2 separate regions of the Mus musculus genome follow, and region 1 is linked to region 2. A link is a contact called in public Hi-C data. All regions are on one chromosome and are shown on one strand. The core of a region is the stretch at or near the end of the contact, and the rest is flanking DNA. Distances in the headings are between cores, read along the strand shown.

The links. A called contact is a pair of places that touch in the nucleus more often than the background predicts.
Region 1: a Hi-C map of muscle stem cells shows a contact between it and region 2, with 4 times the contacts expected there. The contact joins the promoter of Ankdd1a here to the promoter of Ppib in region 2. A contact is called at or near these places in 1 of 484 Hi-C or Micro-C datasets (muscle stem cells) and 3 of 115 datasets of contacts at active chromatin or transcription factors (embryonic forebrain, forebrain and memory CD8 T cells).

What each region holds. Positions count from the first base shown.
Region 1 is chr9:65,518,701-65,522,482 of GRCm38.p6, reverse strand. Ankdd1a (ankyrin repeat and death domain containing 1A) reads left to right here and starts at 2,264. Exons shown (of 15, transcript NM_001370871.1): 1 at 2,264-2,323. The coding sequence starts at 2,290.
Region 2 is chr9:66,058,478-66,062,183 of GRCm38.p6, reverse strand. Ppib (peptidylprolyl isomerase B) reads right to left here and starts at 2,015. Exons shown (of 5, transcript NM_011149.2): 1 at 1,784-2,015; 2 at 604-717. The coding sequence starts at 1,918.

The sequences.
Region 1 (3,782 bases), core at 1,015-3,514, 540 kb after region 2:
CAGGCTGGCCTCGGACTCAGAAATCTGCCTGCCTCTGCTTCCCGAGTGCTGGAATTAAAGGCGTGTGCCACCATGCCTGGCTTACTTTTATGTTTAAGATACAAAGATGATTTTAAAGCAGAGACAAAAATAGTGGTTCCTACAGTCTAGAGAGACCATGGAGAGGGAGGTATGAGAAAATATGGTTTCGGGGCTGGAGAGATGGCACAGCGGTTAAGAGCACTGACTGCTCTTCTGAAGATCCTGAGTTTAATTCCCAGCAACCACATGGTGACTCACCACCATCTGTAATGAGATCTGATGCCCTCTTCTGGTGTGTCTGAAGACAGTGACAATGAACTCACATAAATAAAATAAATTTTAAAAAAAAAGGGGAGAGAGAGAAGATGGTTAATGGGCCAGAGTGGCAGTTTGATAGGAGAATTTATTTATTTATTTATCCATTTATTGATAGATTTATTACAGGTAGGGTCTTACTATGTAGCCAGGCCTGGGCTATGGTGCCCAGTCTAGACTCTGCATCCTAAGTGCTAAAACTGTGTGTGTGCACACACAGGCAAAAATACTATATGCAGGAAAATGCTCAGGTACATAAAAAAATTTTTTTTAATTAAAAAGCCTTCAAATCTGAAATGTGGAAAAATGTTAATCTGCAGCACTATTCTTCTATCTTCTCTGTAGCTTTGATCATGTCTAAATAGCATGCCGGGGCAAAAATCATCCCTCTACATAAAAAGACTTTTATCTGTTCCAGAGGGAGGCTCCACAGCCAAGCAAGCACTTGGGTCTTTTGAAGCCAAGCACTGAGAAGTCTTTTGGAGCTGAAATAAATCTTCTGGTCATTTGCCACCGGTCAGAGCATCCCCTCCAGCAAGGGCAGGGTGGGACTAAAATCCAGAGACATCTGGGCAGTGTCCAAACATCACACAAGCTCAGGGAACTGCAAACATCTGCACTGGGCTCCCATCGTGGGGCAGTCTGCCGTCCTGTCCCGCTCTCTCCTCCTTTTATGCTTCTGTTCATCTAACGAAGAACAAAACAGCACACAGAGAAGCAGAGAAGATGGGCAGCAAAAGGACTCAACAGATGTAATACTGCCACGCTCAAGAGCCTGTGTGAATTTTTGAGCTTCTTCGGGAGGCAACGGGTGGCTCCGGGGTATCCCAGCATCTTGCAGTATGGTCAGAGTCTTGACTGATACTTGACTCTGGAGGGAAGCTGACGTGGAAGATCACGTGAGCCGGTGTGTTGGAGACCAGCGTGGACAAAAAGCTAGATTTGGTCTCAGAAGACAAAACACACCAACAGTAAACAAAGGAGAAAAAAAAAACACCCAAATTTTTGTTTCTTTTTAATATTAAATTACAGGGAAATGGGCCCAAAGCCTAGTGTGATTTGACTGTCATGGAATTATAAAATTGTGACCACGCTCTAACAATTAAAGGCTATGTCAACGTGGAGAAGTGGAGAATGTTGGAGGCACAGTTAACACTGGGAATTTGACGCTTCAGCTAGTCTCCAAAAAGAATGACAGGGATCTAGTCTGCTGAGGGGAAAGGGTTGGAAGAGCATTCCACACGGAAAGGAATAGCAGTTTCTTAGAGCAGCAGGCAGCGCAGAGGGTGGCTCATTTTACTGGAGGAATTTTTACAATGTTAATTTCATTGATTTGTTTGCCTTTGATTTATTTTACTTCCTTCGGGTTGAAAAGTCTTTTCCCTCCTTTCTGCCAGTCTGGATTCCAGAATGCCAGCCTTAGGCTGCTGCCACCAGCGGAGTGTACTCGCTGGGACAACTGCACCGTCTGCTCTGGCATCTGGCATATGGCATCCTCCAGCTTTCTCCGTGTTTCTGTTTGTTTGTTTGCGTTTGGTTTTAGCCAATCTAAGTAACGTAATTTATATCTCGTTATTGTTGTAACCCGATTTTTCTGATCCTGAATACATCTTTTGTCCTATGTCCGTAGGCTTGGTGGGGTAGTAGGGGTCTGAAGTGTCCAGTGTGGGAGGGCTTGTTGAGGCATCAAGGTTGGGAGGTCCCAGGGGGATTGCGCGCAGGGACCTAGGCAGCTTGAAGGCGTGTGTGTGTGTGTGTGTGTGTGTGTGTGTGTGTGTGTGTGTGTGTGTAAGCTGTGGGTGCCCGGGTCGGATTCGCGGATGGGCTGATAATGAGCAGGGGCTACAGAGAGATGCAAAGCCTCCACCACCCACTCCCCGCTCTGCGCGCTCCCAGCTCTGCGCTCTCCCCGCCCTGGCAACTAAACGCCTAGCACCAGCCGGGAGCTGCAGGATGGAGGAGGAGCTGGCTTGGGAGACCCACGGCTGTGAGTCCCAATGCCGCTGGCGGGGGCGGGGCGGAGGATGGGGGGGGGTGCGCAGAAAGAACGGATGCCTGGTGGGAGGACCCCAGGTCACAGAGGGTGACCCAGAGAGAGGCTGGCCCTTGGCCTGGACACCTCTGTCTCAGTCTTCTCTGTGGCTTCCGAAAAAAAAAAAAAAAAAAAAACAGAAGAATGCCGCACAGGTGTAGGGCACAGTGGCTGAACATCTGGGACTCAGGGTGTCCTGAACAAGGCAAGCTCGAGTGACAACGATCCTTGATAATAACTTGCTTTGTGTGGCAGTCCTTAAAGCAGGTCAGGCCAGTCTTCTGTCTTTGCTACTATATGGGTTGGGCCTACTGACATCTCCATTTTTCAGATGAGAGGGCTGAGAGACAGGGTGAGGTCACATGACTGTAGAAATGCTGAAATCAGGAATAGGAGCACACACAATTTGGCCGGTAGAATGTTTGTTTAATATGCACAAGGCCGTGGGTTCAATCCCAAGCACCATGTAAAACCAGGCGTGTGGCACACATCTGTAATCCTAGCACTGGGGAAGTAGAGGCAGGAGGATCAGGAATTCAACATCACCTTCCATCCTTGGCTACACAGGGAGTCCAAGGCCACCTGGGCTACATGAGACCCTGTCAGCCACCACCACCACCACCACCACCACCACCACCAAAACAAACACTTAAAGATCTCAGTTCACCCAGAATAAAATGGGGTGTAGACACCATATCAAAGAAGGAACCAGGGCCTAGGAAAGAGGTGCTGTGGTCAGCCCTATCCCTGTGTGAGATAAGGAACTTCAGAGCCTCTTTCAGAATGTACTTAGAACCAGGACATCTCAATGTGTGGGAAGCATGCATGTAGCTGGGAGACCTTTGGTGCCCTGCCTGGGAGAGGAAAGAGGACTGAGCCATCAGCTCCTTTGAGAAGTCTTAGTCCTGCTGCCCAGTCTGAGCCCTGCCCACTGAACCCGGGAGAGCTTTCTCAAATCCCCATAGTCCTGCCCACTGGACTTCAAAATGCTGAAGCCAGCTGTTACCATCCTCCCAGATGAATGAGGAATGGGGACTGGGCTCCCTTAAGCCTAAGTGTGGCTTTAAAATTTTGTATTATTATTATTATTATTATTATTATTATTAACAGATTCTCACAGTATATTCCTGGGGTTGTCTTTGAATTCACTATGTAGACCAGGCTGTAGATTTGCCTACCTCTCCCTCCAAGTGTTGGGACTAAAGATATGTGCCTTGCTTTGTTATTTGTTTGTGTGTGCTTATGTGTACCGGAAGAAACCAGAAAAAAGGCATCAGATCTCCTAGACCATAGTTATAGGCAGTCACCAGATGTGGGTGCTCATAACCAAACTCAAGTTCTCTGTAAGGAGCAGCACTTAAGCACTAAACCATCTCTCTGTAGGCCCCCTCAGCCCCACCTTTTAAAGAGACAG
Region 2 (3,706 bases), core at 766-3,265:
TCCCAGCAATTAGGAATCTAGGCTAGCCTGATCTAAGAGCAAGTTCCAGGACGACCAGTGTTAACCAACTCACTACTTCCCCCTCCCCCCCCCAAAAGCTCTTATTCCAAAACTTGTCATATCACATGGTCTAAGAACATTCAAATAAAAACTCAAAAAAAAAAAAAAAAATCAGATGTTAAAGTTTACTCTCTAAACATTGCAGCCACACAGTACCATGTTTGTCTATGTTCTCTCTAACATAAAACCACGTTAACACTTCAGTAGCCGCCACACCATTTGGCAGAGACAACTGTGAGGCTGCCAGATTTAGCACTGTGGATTATTATTCTATTATGACTAGCTGTAGGAAGCAGCAGGGGTTGGAAGAACCAGTCCAATCTCTGGGAAGTGCCAAACTGGGCAACTGAGGCTCTGAGTAAGTCACCGCAGTTCCAGGGCCTTCTCCAGAATTAAAGACTGGACCCCTTTATTCCCACTTAATATACAAAAATATCTCATCCTCAGGGAAGCCAGCTAATGAAGTCTGTCTACCACTACACACGGGCCACACTCTGAAGCCCCAGCTGCTCCCATCCCTACTGTGTGGGGTTAGCCACTTACCTCTCCTGTAGCTAAGGCTACAAAATTATCCACTGTTTTTGGAACAGTCTTTCCAAAGAGTCCAAAGACGACTCGTCCTACAGATTCATCTCCAATTTGTAAATCAAAGTATACCTAAGGAAAGTGAACAAGTCCAAGCTTAGCCTTCACAGGGGCCTTGGTAGAGGAGGGCCTGAGGAGTTACCCCATGAGTGAGAACAAAGCCTAAAGCTGTGGCTGAGTAGGGCAAAACCTTTGTACAAATCCAACAAACAGGCTGGAGAAACAGCAGCTGTTAAGAGCATCTGCTGCTTTCCCAGACCCTAGAGCTTCTGTTCTCAGCACCTAGATGGTGGCTACAACCATCTGTACACTTATGAAAGCTCTAGTAGTCTCCAACCCCAGTACTAGGGAGTACGAAATGGTGGGCCACTGCAGATAAGCCGTCCACCACTGAGCTAATAACCCCAGTAATTAATCTTGCTAAATTGTAGTCTCCCTCAAGTAGCTGGGAGTAATATATGCCACAGCACTTGGGTCCACCCCAAGAAAGGATTACAGACTGCCTTATGGCTTAGAGGAAAATTCGGTTGCGGCCAAGCCTGAAGACCAGAGACCAACGTGAATGGACTCCTGCAAACTGTCCTCTGACCTCTACGGTTGCACTGTGGTACCCGAGTCCCTCTCCCTACTAAGTAAATAATGTAACATTTTTTAAAAGTTTTCGTTCTCAAGACTATAGAATAGCAATCTGTGCTCTTTAAATGATTCCAGATTATAGAAACATACATTAAAAGGGGGACATACACAGGGAGATACACTGTGCTTGCAAGTTTAACTATATTTACTGTGTGTGCTACAAAACACACTAAACTGGAGAGACCATAGTAAAAGATTCGGCAATTCTGATCCATCACCATTTCCCAGCAATGCAGGGGATGTGCAAAGGGACCGTCCTAAGGATGTCCGTGCTGGCCGAAGCTGGGCATCCTGGGTCAGGGCGGGGGGCTGGGGGAGTCTGGGTTATTCTCTAGTCTGAGTAGATAGGGCGAGCCTGGCTTCAAGAGATCAAAGTCGACCCAAGGAAGAACTGAACAAGAACAAGGACGCTCAGGTCGGAACTACTGGGCCAGACCCGCTCCGGCTTGAGCCGGACCTAAGGCGGCGGAAGGCAGGCCTCGCTGGTGAGGGGAGCCCAGACCTTGACTGTGACTTTAGGTCCCTTCTTCTTATCGTTGGCCACGGAGGGTCCGGGCAGCAAAAGGAAGACGACGGAGCCCACGATGAGGGCGGCGGCGAAGAGCACCTTCATATTGCGCTCCGAGAGGCGCAGCATCCACCGGCAGCAGCAAGAGCGGTCGGGCAGCCCGGACCGGAAAAGGGTGTGGACGCGCAGCGTGCGCGTGGCCGCCCAGGCGTGGGGTGGACCCGGGGCCGCGGGCGGTCTCGTAGCGCCAGGAGCGCGCCACGTTCTCCCTGCGCAGCGACGCCGAGTGGTAGGCGCTGCCGGGGGCGGGGCTGCGGGTGGCTGCCACGTTACAGCCCTCTGATTGGGTATGTCAAGGCGGTGCGCAAAGGCAGCGTTGGGATTGGTATCAGAAAGAGAGACTACGCACCCCAGCGTGCCTTGCGACCCCACCTGCCCATCCAACTTTCAGACTTTTGTCACGGCGTGCAAAGACCAGTCGCTGCCAAATTTGGAGGTGGTCTTCAGAAGACTGGACACACTTAACCTTAGTACTAGGGGTTGAATTTAGCGGTTGAGCGTTACAGCATAGCCTTCTATATCTTCTATAATGCCTTGCTTGGGGACCGGGCGTAGTGGCTCACACCCGTCATCCCAGCACTGGGCAGGGTGAAGTAGGATGGTAAAAAGTTCAAGGCCAGCCTGGGCTACAGAGTGACTACTAGTTCTTTTTGGACTAGAGTGAGACCTTGTCTTAAAACGAACACGACCAGTCATGGTTGCACGTCTCTTTAATCCCAGCACCTTGGAGGAAGAAGCAGAAAGATTTCTGTGAGTTTAAGGCGGCTTCTATGTAGTTAGTTTCTGGCTATTAAGCATAATATAGTAACACCTATGCCCGAGAACAAAAAAGGGGTGGAGTCGAGGGGTGAAGAGATGGCTCAGTGTTAAGGTTCTTGCTCCACAATCATGAGGACCTGAATTTGGACCCAGCTCTAAAAGCAGATCATGGCCATACTTTATGACTCTAATCCTAGTGCTGTAGTGGTGCTGGACATAGGCGGGTCTGGTAGCCTTGCTTGCTTCCAGACTAGTTCTTTGATTGAGGTAGAGATCCTGTCTCAAAATGAAGGCCCAGAATGATAAGAGCTCTACACATAATGTGCATGCATTACACACACACACACACACACACACACACACTGCTTCCATTTTTAGTTTTTACTAATTTACTACTCATCTTTGTCTTGGAATCCTGTGCTTAACTGCTGTGTGCGCCTATGAAAGGATGCATTCTGTTGGATACTTTGGTATTTATCTTTTCCTTTTTACAATGTCTCATTGCATGTGAGTGGGTAGACACGTAGTTACCTGCATGTGGAGGGAGTTTATTCTCTCCTTACATCACAGGGACTCTGAGGGTTGAACCCATGTCCTTTGGCTCAGAGGCAGCAGGCAACTTTACTGAACCTGAGTTATCCTACCGGCTCCTGGTGTTAAATTTCTTTTCTTCGCACTTTGTTTTAGGAGAATGAGCCCTTGCTGCACATAGTCTTTACATAGCTCCCCTAGCCTGTCTCCAGGGCTCGGTGCTCAGCAGGTATTGGTTGGGGTGGCTTCACATTAACATAGAAGTGGAAAATAACATATACAAAGGTCTGTGGCTGACTGCCTTTTCTTTTTCATAGCTGCAGGTGCTTCCATGGGCTGTTTTCGGTTGTAACACACACTTGGTGTTGCTCCATTCTATAGTGCACACACTTTGGCGTTTGGAGTCTTACACTGTGCTGATTCCAGTGATATTTACCCTATAGGCTCGGGCATTTGAATGCTTGATCTCCAGTTGTGCTGCTGTTTGGGCAGGCTTAGAAGGTGGGGCCTTGTTGGAGGAAGCTCATCACTTGGTAGGATATGAGGTTTCAAAGCCCTGCACTATTC